2 separate regions of the Mus musculus genome follow, and region 2 is linked to region 1. Evidence: chromatin contacts called from public Hi-C data. All regions are on one chromosome and are shown on one strand. Each heading gives the region's core, a stretch centred on a gene start, on an enhancer-like site or on the middle of the called end of the contact. The rest is flanking DNA. Distances are from core to core; before and after follow the strand shown. Region 1 has its middle 110 kb from the start of Gm23217. Region 2 holds the start of Kcnk9 (potassium channel, subfamily K, member 9).

Region 1 (4,900 bases), core at 1,647-4,146:
CCCCCCCCCATAGTCCCCCTTCTTTGGCTTTCAGGTTACATCTATTCCACAGCCCTCTATTTGCTACTAGTCATTCTCACTGGAGTGAGGTGGTATCCTATTGCATTTCCACAGTGATGGGTTATGGTGAGACTTTCCTCATGAACCCGCTGGCCAACTGTATGTCTTCTGAGAAACAGGTACTTTTTAAAAACCAGGTAATTTGTGTAGGTTTCTCAGGGAGTGTTCTGAATGGGGACCCTGGTCAGAAGGACCCATCACATCCTCTATAAATTGCCTTTTTGTTGCGTTGATTATCTCCTTAGGCTGATGGATTTAGTCCATTGATTTACTTTGGCTTCCTCTGTCTCTTGTGCTTTTAGGATTTGCAGCTCTTCCCCCCAGGTTTGCTTCCCAGTTGCAATGTTTCAAAGTACTCCCCTAACATTCTCTTGAAAAACCGTGAGAAGTAGAACTTACTGTCAAGTTTAATACATAACAGCAACGGGAAACGAAAGACAACCCTCACCCCATTTTATGGGTCTTCTTGTTGATGCCTTCAGTGACTGTCGCTATAGGACAGTTCCCACATGTCCTGAAGGAACTGCTGCTTCTGTACTTTTCCTTTTGCCAGCAATTTTTCATTGTTGCTGATGCGTCCACCATTAAAGCTTCCATTAGTAGGGTCGGAGAGATGACTCATCAGGTAAGAGCATTGACTGCTCTTTCAGAGGCCATGCGTTCAATTTCCAGCAACCACATGGTGGCTCACAACCATCTATAATATGATCTGATGCCCTCTTCTGGCATGCAGATGTATAGGCAGATAGAGTACTCATATACATAAAACAAATAAATCTTTCTTTAAAAAAAAAAAGCTTTCACTAGTAAGAAAACATGCTTTTAAATGTTTGAAATATATCTCCCTTTAAAAGCCTGCTACTTTCTTTTAAACATAAGACCTTTTCTGTTGTGGTATTTCTGTAAGTACCTCACCATAATACTTACAGTGTTTCTACAATGGGTCATAGATAGTGTTAGATGAGAATCCAAGTTAACACTTACCTAAAGCCTACCAATTTTTCAAAGACGCCTGATTCACTATTCTTTTTCTAACATGCTAATTTTAAATACGACATCTGACATGATTAAACTTTCTGTGCTTCAACCTGTTTGTAGGTTTTCTGTTTTGTTCAGCCTTCCTACACAATTTCAGAATAGTATTTAAATTATTTAAATTATTTAGGCCTACTACATTTGTTGCTTCAAGGGACAAATTATACCTGGTGTGTTTATTGAAAACTTATTTTGGCTATTTCTCTGTGTTCAACATTTTTTTTCAGAAAAACTTTTAGAAATGCTTCTTGAAGCTTTACATTGGTACATAGGTTGGAGTTGTAGAAGCTTAACTTAATTTGATGAAAACTGACAGTTAATTCTCCAGCACAGAATGTGCCTGCCTGGAACTCATTATCCTTCTCTGTTTATTCAAACCTGCTTTGTGTTCATCAATAAGGTTTTGGCAGGTTTTAATCTGTGGGGAGGTGGTATTTTGAGGTTCCATAACTTTGTTTTCAACTGAGCTACATTGATTTATTCTAAGCTTTGTCAGGGCATTTCATAGCCATGGCTGCTCCTTTGAGAGAAGAATGCTTTAATGGATTAAATAGGGTATGTGTGTGCATACCAGAAAGTGACCTTAAGAAATGCTTAACAGGAGCATTGTTTTGTGTTGTTTTATTTTATAGACATCTATCACCTCTGGCTCTTGCTATTTTTCTGCCCTCTCTTCCAAGGTAATCTTATTTAGAGCTAAGCATTCTGCAGTTTCTTATTTTCTACTTCTTGACTAGTTGTGGGTCCCTGTTAATCACCATCTACTACAAAAGGAAGTTTCTCTGATGAGGGCTGAGGGGGTAAGGGACGAGCCAATCTACAGATACAGTGACAACTCACTTAGGAGTCAGTTCAAGACTATGCCCATTTATTGAATATTAGTAATATGTTCTCTTTTAGGACTTAGGATCTGTTTAGCCACACGTGATTGGCAGTTGCACAGGTTATGTCACAGGACTATAACAACATGCACAAGAGCTGTAGACAGAATACTAGCAATGAGATGGAGATGTAGGTACAAAAACCCCACTCCTGGTTAAGAAAATGTTGGTAACTCATAGCTGCTGGGAGAGGGAGCATCTGCTTTCTGTAAGGACCACACTTCAGTGACTGTCCCTATACCCAAGTTGTACACAGGTAGCACACATTGAACTCCAAAGGGGGAAAAAGACTCAACATTGAATGGAAGTAGAAAAAAGATCATGGGAGGAGTTGAGAGGTGAATATGATCAAAATATAAAATTCTCCAAAGATTAATAAAAATATTTCTTAAAAAGGAAATTCCTTACAGGGTAATTTAATTAAAGATAGATCTTTGAGACTCTTGACTATGTGTTCATTTCTTACCTTGCGTAGTGTATTTGTTTGTATCTGAGAGCAGAAAATTATTTGCCTCTAGAACTATTTTAAATTGTATACCTTCCATGAATCTTTAGAGGAGCCATGCTCTGCTATGCCCTGAGAAGCCTGCTCATCTACCCTTCGCTGTCTTTTCTGCCTGGCATTTGTTAAGAAAGCCTTACTTGTCCCTTAGTCAAAGGTTACACACCCTGATCTTTTCCTGAGTTGAGTCAACACTCTCCAGTGGCTTCTTCATTATCCCAGTGGATCCTGGTTTCTCTGGGCTCCAACATGGCTCAGAGCTCACCATCTTTCCTTCTCCTTGGCAGAGATCCCCATATATCCTGACAATGATTCAGACTGACTTAAACCTTGGGGTTGAGGGATGCCAGCCAGGGCATGAGATAGACAATCTTGGTGCCACATGGCACCTCCCACTGCTCCAACATGCCAACCAGAGTAAGCTCAAGCTGCCACCGTGTTTCACGTGCCCCTGCCTGCCTGCCTGCCTGTGTACTTGGGAGAGAAGAGAGTTCTCCATCCCATGGATTAAGTGGGCACCAGGCCAGCTGTCCTGCTTGGAGACAGGTGCTGGCTCCAGATGTCTCTCAGGGGCTCTCACAGCAAGACACAGATGGCAGCTCTCACTCTACTGCTTCATGCTTTGGCAGCTTGGGTCCAGCTCCAGGTTGCCCCTAACATTTCCCTGGCTGGAGAAGGAGGTGACCTAGGGGCACATAATTATGGATTGGTAGGGGTGCTAGATTAGACTCATTTCAAGTCGTACCGGTCCCAGTTTTTAAGAACTGCTTTACTAACTGGACTAGGCAAGTGTTGGTCAAGGTAACTTGAGTTCAAGAAGGAGGTCATAGAGAATGGTTGCCATGTGAGGTGTTATAACTGTGTGGGGAGAAGAGAGATACCACAGGAACCCCACTGGGCTCTAATCAACCTGAAGAAGCCACTCTCCCATCCTCCAGGGAAAACCAGAAACAGGCAAACCTTCTAACATAACATTCATTTTCTGTAGGAAGCTCTATTTTCAGGCACTGGGGTATTGAAAACCAGAAATAGCTTCTTTGACAGGAGGTGATCTCCTTAGCAACAGAAGGGCTCTCTGGCCAGCCAGCCTAGCCTGCTTGGCCAATGAGAGACTGCATCTCAAAAAGAAATCATAGCCTGCTTGGCCAATGCAAGCACATGTCTCATAATACACAGTAGATCATACCTGAGGCATGATACCTAAGGTTGACCTGTGGCCTTCGCATGCATGCACGCGAGCATTCACACACACACACACACACACACACACACACACACACACACACACACATTTAGGTGCATCTGCACACACATGTGCACACATTAAAAACACCCACAGCTTTAGAGAGCGTTCTTTCTCTTTTATTTCCTTTATTCACTGATTTAGCGGATGCTCTTGGATGGTGCCAGATGCCAGGTGTTCTTCTGGATGCTGGGAAGCCAGCTCGGGACACATATGTGAATTCTACCCTTTTGGCATTTCCTTTCTCGAGGAGCTTCGATCTCAGGCAAGCTAGTAGACTAGCTGGCAATTTCAGCTCATGACAGAAACTGACTGGCCTGAAGCTAATTGGGCAGGTGGGTAGAGAGCGGTGATTGGGAAACACCTGGGGTAGGGGCTTAAGAAGATGCCCTTAAGCATATTTCTCAAAGCAGAAAAAAACATTTCGTGTGCTGAATTTGAGTAAAAAGGTGTGCTCAGGGGGTTTGCCCAGAGGACACAGCAGCTTTTAATCAAACAAAGTGGAACTGAGCAGCTGCTGAGATCTTTGTATTTTTATAATACTTCTTTCAAGTGTCAGAACTCTGAGTCAAAGTGACTTCAATTCAGCCACTAACACAAGAAGGAGGAGAAAGAATTTTACTGTCTCTCTATGATGGAAAGCAGGCTGGGCCAGCATTGGAGAATCATCATTCTATGGCTATGACGAGGACATCCCTTAGATCCCTTCTCCCTGTGTCCTTTTCTGACACTGGCTCCCTTGTTACAGCATCAAGTCCAGGGACACATTATTCTTGGCTCGATGTGGATTGTGTGACCTTTCTAGCATGGAAGAGATAAGTCCTTGAGTAGCCCACCTAGGGCAATGCTGATGGAGAAGGAAGGGGCACATCTGATATGCCCTCACAAAGGGGAGGGGGCTAAACTAGGCATGGTGGCATGCCCCTGTAGTCCCCAGAATGTGAGGAAGTGGAAGTAGGAGATTCAGAAGAGTTTGAGGTCACCCTTTAGATAGAAAGTAATGACGTCAAGATCAGCCTGGGACTCATAAGACGTCTTTACTTAAAAAGGGGTGGGGTGGGGTGGGAGGAGGAAGCCTGATAGTCACTGCACAGCTTTTTAGGTGGTTGTTTCTGTTTGTAGACCTTTTTCCTTTATAATTTTTTTTTGAGACAGAGTTTTTATGAGACTTAGGGTGGC
Region 2 (5,068 bases), core at 64-2,563, 190 kb before region 1:
GGTGGTCACCAGATCTCTTCATCAGCGTCCATGGCTAGGGACAGAGAAGATAGCCTGGTCGAGGAAACCAAAGCCCGGGGTCTCAAAAGCGTGATTCTGTCTGTCCCAGTCCGCAGCAGCACTGCTCTAGGGGAGCTTTGTGAGCAAGAAAACCTCTGGGCAACCTAAAGAGGATGGGTGGGTGGGGAACCCAGAAGACCTAAACAGGAATCCTGGCTTCTTCCTTAAACTCAAAGGCTAGTAGCTCCCTGGCCAGATCCTCCTGTTCTATTTCCAAGCCTTAACCTGGAGGGTGCCTCGCCGGGGGAGCGCGCGCGGGGGGGGGGGAAGTTCCTGCACTCTGCTCCTCAGCAGAGGAATCAAGAAATGAACAGTGAAGAAGCGCGCGCACTGGGGGAAGTGGGGATGGGGGGTGGGGGCGGGGAGGCTACTGCTGGAGAGGGGAAATGAGAATTCCTGTCCATCCTTTCTTGAGGTGTAACTCTTAAAAGTGGTGGTCTGCGAGATCTCTAGGGAAAAGTAGCGGGGAAGGGGGGTAGCAGGTGCAAGACCACCCGGGACACAGCCACTATCCGAACTAAGGTGGCTGTCAAAACCCCAACAATCTAGAAGGCAGTATCCAGTAGGGCGCTGCTGAGCCAGGTGGCTGCTGCAGCTGGACGTGTGTGTGTGTGTGTGTGTGTGTGTGTGTGTGTGTGTGTTACAAGGGGGAGCGTGTGGCCACTGCTGTTGCACTCTCCAGGGCTCATAGCCCCTTCCTTTTCTATTTCCAACTCTCCCGGTTTTTGTTGTTGTTGTTGTTTTCCCCCATAAAAGGTTAATCTGTCTCCACTGGTCAAATTCGTTTTTCATCCCCAGCTGCAGGGCCCTCAAACTCTCTCTTCACTTTGCCAAGGTTGGGTGCGCTCTTAGGGGAGCAGTACTTTTTCAGAAGGAAGCCACTTCATCCCCATCTCAAACCCTCTAGCAGCTGGCCTCCCATCCCCGAACCCTAGCAGCACCTAGTTCAACCCCTTTCCTTTTCTCTCTCTCTGGCCATCACTCCTGGGCTCCTTCATGTGCACCCTGCGCAGTACCAGGTCTGCTGCAGGAGCTGCCACTGCCGCCTCACCAGCTGGCTGGGGACCAGGCGGGAGGTGGCGCGACCCAGAGGCTGCAGGAGGGAGGGAGGGAGGGAGAAAAGAGAGGAGGGAGGGAAGCCGGTCCTCGGAGTAGCCTGCCCCCCTCCCTCCCGCCGGAGCGGGGCCGTCAAACGCAAACACGCGCGCACGCACACCCGCGAATACATACACTCGGGCTCCCTCCGGCGCGCACGCACAGCGCCTCAGGCAGACCAGAGCGGCGGCTGCCTCTCTGGACTCCTGGACGCCAGAGTCTTAGGATCCTCGGGCAGCTGATGCGCCTTTGCCTGTCCCCATCCCTACCCTTCAGTTCCTCCAGGGCTGCGGGACCCCTCCCGCCGCCGCCGCCACCTCGCCCGCCACCCGGCGAGGAGCTGGCTGGCCGGCCGCTGCCGCGCAGTTCCCTCTTCGTCCCCGAGGTAGCTCCGTCGCGGCTCCTGTCTTGGGCTTCGTCGTGTTCCTGAGCTTCAGAGGCTGAGCAGAACAAACTTCGCAGATCGGCTGTCGCGCGGCGGGCACCCCGCGTGCCCCGCGCGCCCAGGTGGGCACGGGGCTTTCGGATCTTGGGGCATCGGGTTTCCTCGCCCGTTGCCCCTGCTAGATAGACTTTATCCCTGCTTGCAGGGATTCTAGAGACTCCTTCACTTAGCAAACTTTCTATTTCCCCCAACCCAAAGGGGGTGAAGAAAGCTAGAGGGAGAAGCAGGTCCCCGCGGGGCAACCGCCACACTGGAGGCGATTAGCTGGGCCCCGCTAGCCGGGGAACGCATCAGGGATGGGGAACCCCTCCCCGGGTCTCCCTCTGTCCCGGCTACCGATCCTGCCCCAACCGAGCCCGCAGGCTCGAGGGGCGAGGTGCCCAGGACCAGACAGCCCGCGCGGAACGAGCTTGGGCCATCCATCCGCACAACCATCCGCACTGGGGCAAACCGCTTGACCCAGGCCTGGCATAGGGTGTCCCGGGTTCAGGATCGCTGGCCTCCGCGCCAAAGCAATGTCATCAACATGTCCACCATTTCGCGCGCCCCGGTGGTGATCACCACGCCCGCGGACCCCCCTGTGTACGCGGAATCCGTTGCACTGGGTGCTCCCGAAGAGCCCGCTGTGCCCGCGGAACCCGCTGCGCCGGCGGAACCCGCTGCGCCCACGGAACCCGCTGCGCCCGCGGAACCCGCTGCGCCCGCGGAACCCGCTGAGCCCGCGGAACCCGCTGAGCCCGCGGAACCCGCTGAGCCGGCGGAACCCGCTGCGCCCGCGGAACCCGCTGCGCCCGCGGAACCCGCTGCGCCCGCAGAGGAAGCCGAGCCTGCCGAGCCCGGGGCGTCCGCTGGTCCCGCAGAATCCGCAGAGTCCGGGGAGCCCGGTGAGGTCGTTGAGTCCCAGGAGCCCGCGGCACCCGGGGAGACCCCTCAGCCTTCAGGTGGTGGTGAAGTTCGTGAAAGTGATGATGCCCAAGAGGAGACCGAAATTTCCAACATCAGCTGTGGCATCTGCTGCTACCACCGCTTGCAACTTCGACTCCATCGTAGAGGAGGCTTGGTCAGCGCCGCGCTGCATTGGGATTCTCGTGGTCTGGTCCAACTTCCCTTTAGCATCTCCTTCTTCGCGGCCATGAAGCGGCAGAACGTGCGTACCCTGTCCTTGATCGCCTGTACCTTCACCTACCTGCTGGTCGGTGCCGCGGTGTTCGACGCCCTCGAGTCGGACCATGAGATGCGCGAGGAGGAGAAACTTAAAGCCGAAGAAGTCCGTCTCAGAGGCAAGTACAACATCAGCTCCGATGACTACCAGCAGCTGGAGCTGGTAATCCTGCAGTCTGAGCCCCACCGCGCTGGTGTCCAGTGGAAATTCGCCGGTTCCTTCTACTTCGCCATCACTGTCATCACAACTATCGGTAAGGAATGGGTGTGCCGCCACCGGGCTCGAGGGAGACACGGGAGGGGTCTAGGAGATGTAGCGCACACGAAGCAATGCTGAGGTGGGGGTGGGGGCTTCCCAGGTTTAAGACAGACCCTGTTTCAGTGTCTCATCCCTCAGGGGCATGACCTCACTCTTCCAGGGGACCCTATCTGGTGCCCCAGACTGCTCTGGTGTTTGGGCCAGGCTTGGGAACTCTCAGAGTCAGTGCTGTTGTCTTGAGGGTGGAGGCGCCACTTTTGCGAAGAGTGGAGCGCTAAGAATAATCCCACAGCCGAACACCCACCCACCTAACGCCCCAGTGTTGGCTGCGCTTCCCTGAGTGGGTTCCAAGCCTTAAACTTACTATCTCTTGGGGAATTTGGGACAAAGCTGGTGGGACATTAAGGTGACAGGAGGTTGTTTATAGAGCTGTATGTAGGAGGGGGTGGTACTGGTCCTTCCTCACCTGGGGACCTTTTGAGATTTCAGCACCCAATATCCTTCTTTTGGGTTGCTGAGAGTGTTAGGTCCTGAGAGAAGAGTTTTCTCTTCTATGGTTGGGGTGGGGGTGGCAGCAGGTGACCTGCAATGCGGTCCTGGTGGGTTGGATGTGGCAGTGCTTGTTTGCCCTTGTGGACTGGGACTGCGGACCAGAGGAGTCTGGGTGTTGTTTGAAAACTGGGGGAGTTTAACCCTTTCTGGGAAAGAGTCCATCTAGTACAAGATGAGACTGCCTGTATGTAGCTTCCCTGATTCACACAGGTTACGGTTCAGAGATCAATCTCTGGTGGATGGATCCCTATGACTGCATTCCCACTGAAGCTGGTGGTTGGGAGACACCCCTGGATTTGCACATGGAAACCTGTGGGAATGGGAAGGCCAGACTTTATCCCAGGGGGTGTGGTAAATACCCTTCTGGCAGGAGGCAGAATGGTGTCTCTGGCTGGTCATTTGCCCTGTCTTGGCACAATACCTTGGTCCATCTCTTTGGATCTGTGAGAATCAGAATGTGGACTCAAATGTGTGCCCCTGTGTCCTGATAAAAAACCCTCTTCACTTATTTCCTTTTCTGGATCTCCCCTCGAATTTTCCCATGCATTTTTAATTAAAACAATTTTTTTTAAATCTGAAAAGCTCTGTGCTGTTGGGGTAGGGGGTGGGTACAGAGGATTTGAGGGTGCCAGCCATATGCAACAGGAAGCACCAGCCTGGGACAACCTGTCTTTCCTTCTTGTTTGAAAGACTTTTTGAGGGTTGCTTTATTTAAATATGCACTAAATCAGTGTAAGTTTTCATGTCTGGGGGAAAAGGCATCCCCTTTATGTTACTCATATAACATAAAGGACATGCTGGCCCTGCTGGCCCCAAAGCCCCCACCCCCACCCTGTGGCATTTCCAGGTTGGAAGAGAGGCCACTGGTCACTGCATCATTTCTGTCTTTGAACTGTGGTGGTGATATATGGATGTGTTCTGGGGACAGGTATATTTTCTGGAAGGCGAGAATATTGCCTGTGACAGAGAGAGAGGGGTGAGAAATCTCATGGTGCCCTTAACGTGCCTTTTGTGATCTAGGTCTGGAACAGAGACTTTGGTTTTCAGGCTAGTTCCCTGTGGCAAAATCAGCATAGAAAACTGTTGACTACTCCATAGAGGTGGGCGACACTGTGAGAGGGCTGGGTTTGTTAAAAACAAGCGTTGTCATGTTGCCACATTTCTTAAAAAACCAAATAGAACAAAACAGTAATTGAGCTTGAGGTAGCTTGCACTAACCATTGATATGACTGGCAGTTCTGGACATAAGCGTCCAATGTTTGAAACTCCAAAGAAAATGGTGTAGACAGAAGAGGAGCAAGTGCAACTGCTGTCCTGGCCCCTAGAGAAGGATGCTGCCATCAGTACAGGATCAGGGCCACTTGGGAAAGAGGAAAATGATGATTTCTCTAATTTCTTTTATTGGGTTTTTTACTGATTTTTGAAAGGTTGAAAACACACACAAGTACATACGTGTGCTCACATACACATACATACATCCACATTCTCATGCATAT

Evidence for each region. Hi-C and Micro-C count contacts between places; a contact is called where the count stands out from the background.
Region 2: a contact with region 1 is called in a Hi-C map of cerebellum, with 2.8 times the contacts expected there. The contact joins the promoter of Kcnk9 here to the enhancer-like site in region 1. A contact is called at or near these places in 2 of 484 Hi-C or Micro-C datasets (cerebellum and cerebral cortex) and 1 of 9 other capture datasets (pancreatic islet).

Annotation. Positions count from the first base shown.
Region 1 is chr15:72,358,872-72,363,771 of GRCm38.p6, reverse strand. No RefSeq gene overlaps it. Among named protein-coding and RNA genes, the nearest start is that of Gm23217, 110 kb to the right of the region's middle. Within about 2 kb of position 2,896, at least 20 of the 459 cell types and tissues checked have an H3K27ac peak or open chromatin away from gene starts, as enhancers often do. A contact at or near this core is called in cerebellum and cerebral cortex, where this site is marked.
Region 2 is chr15:72,543,944-72,549,011 of GRCm38.p6, reverse strand. It overlaps Kcnk9 (potassium channel, subfamily K, member 9), which reads left to right and starts at 1,313. Exons shown (of 2, transcript NM_001033876.2): 1 at 1,313-3,015. The coding sequence starts at 2,733.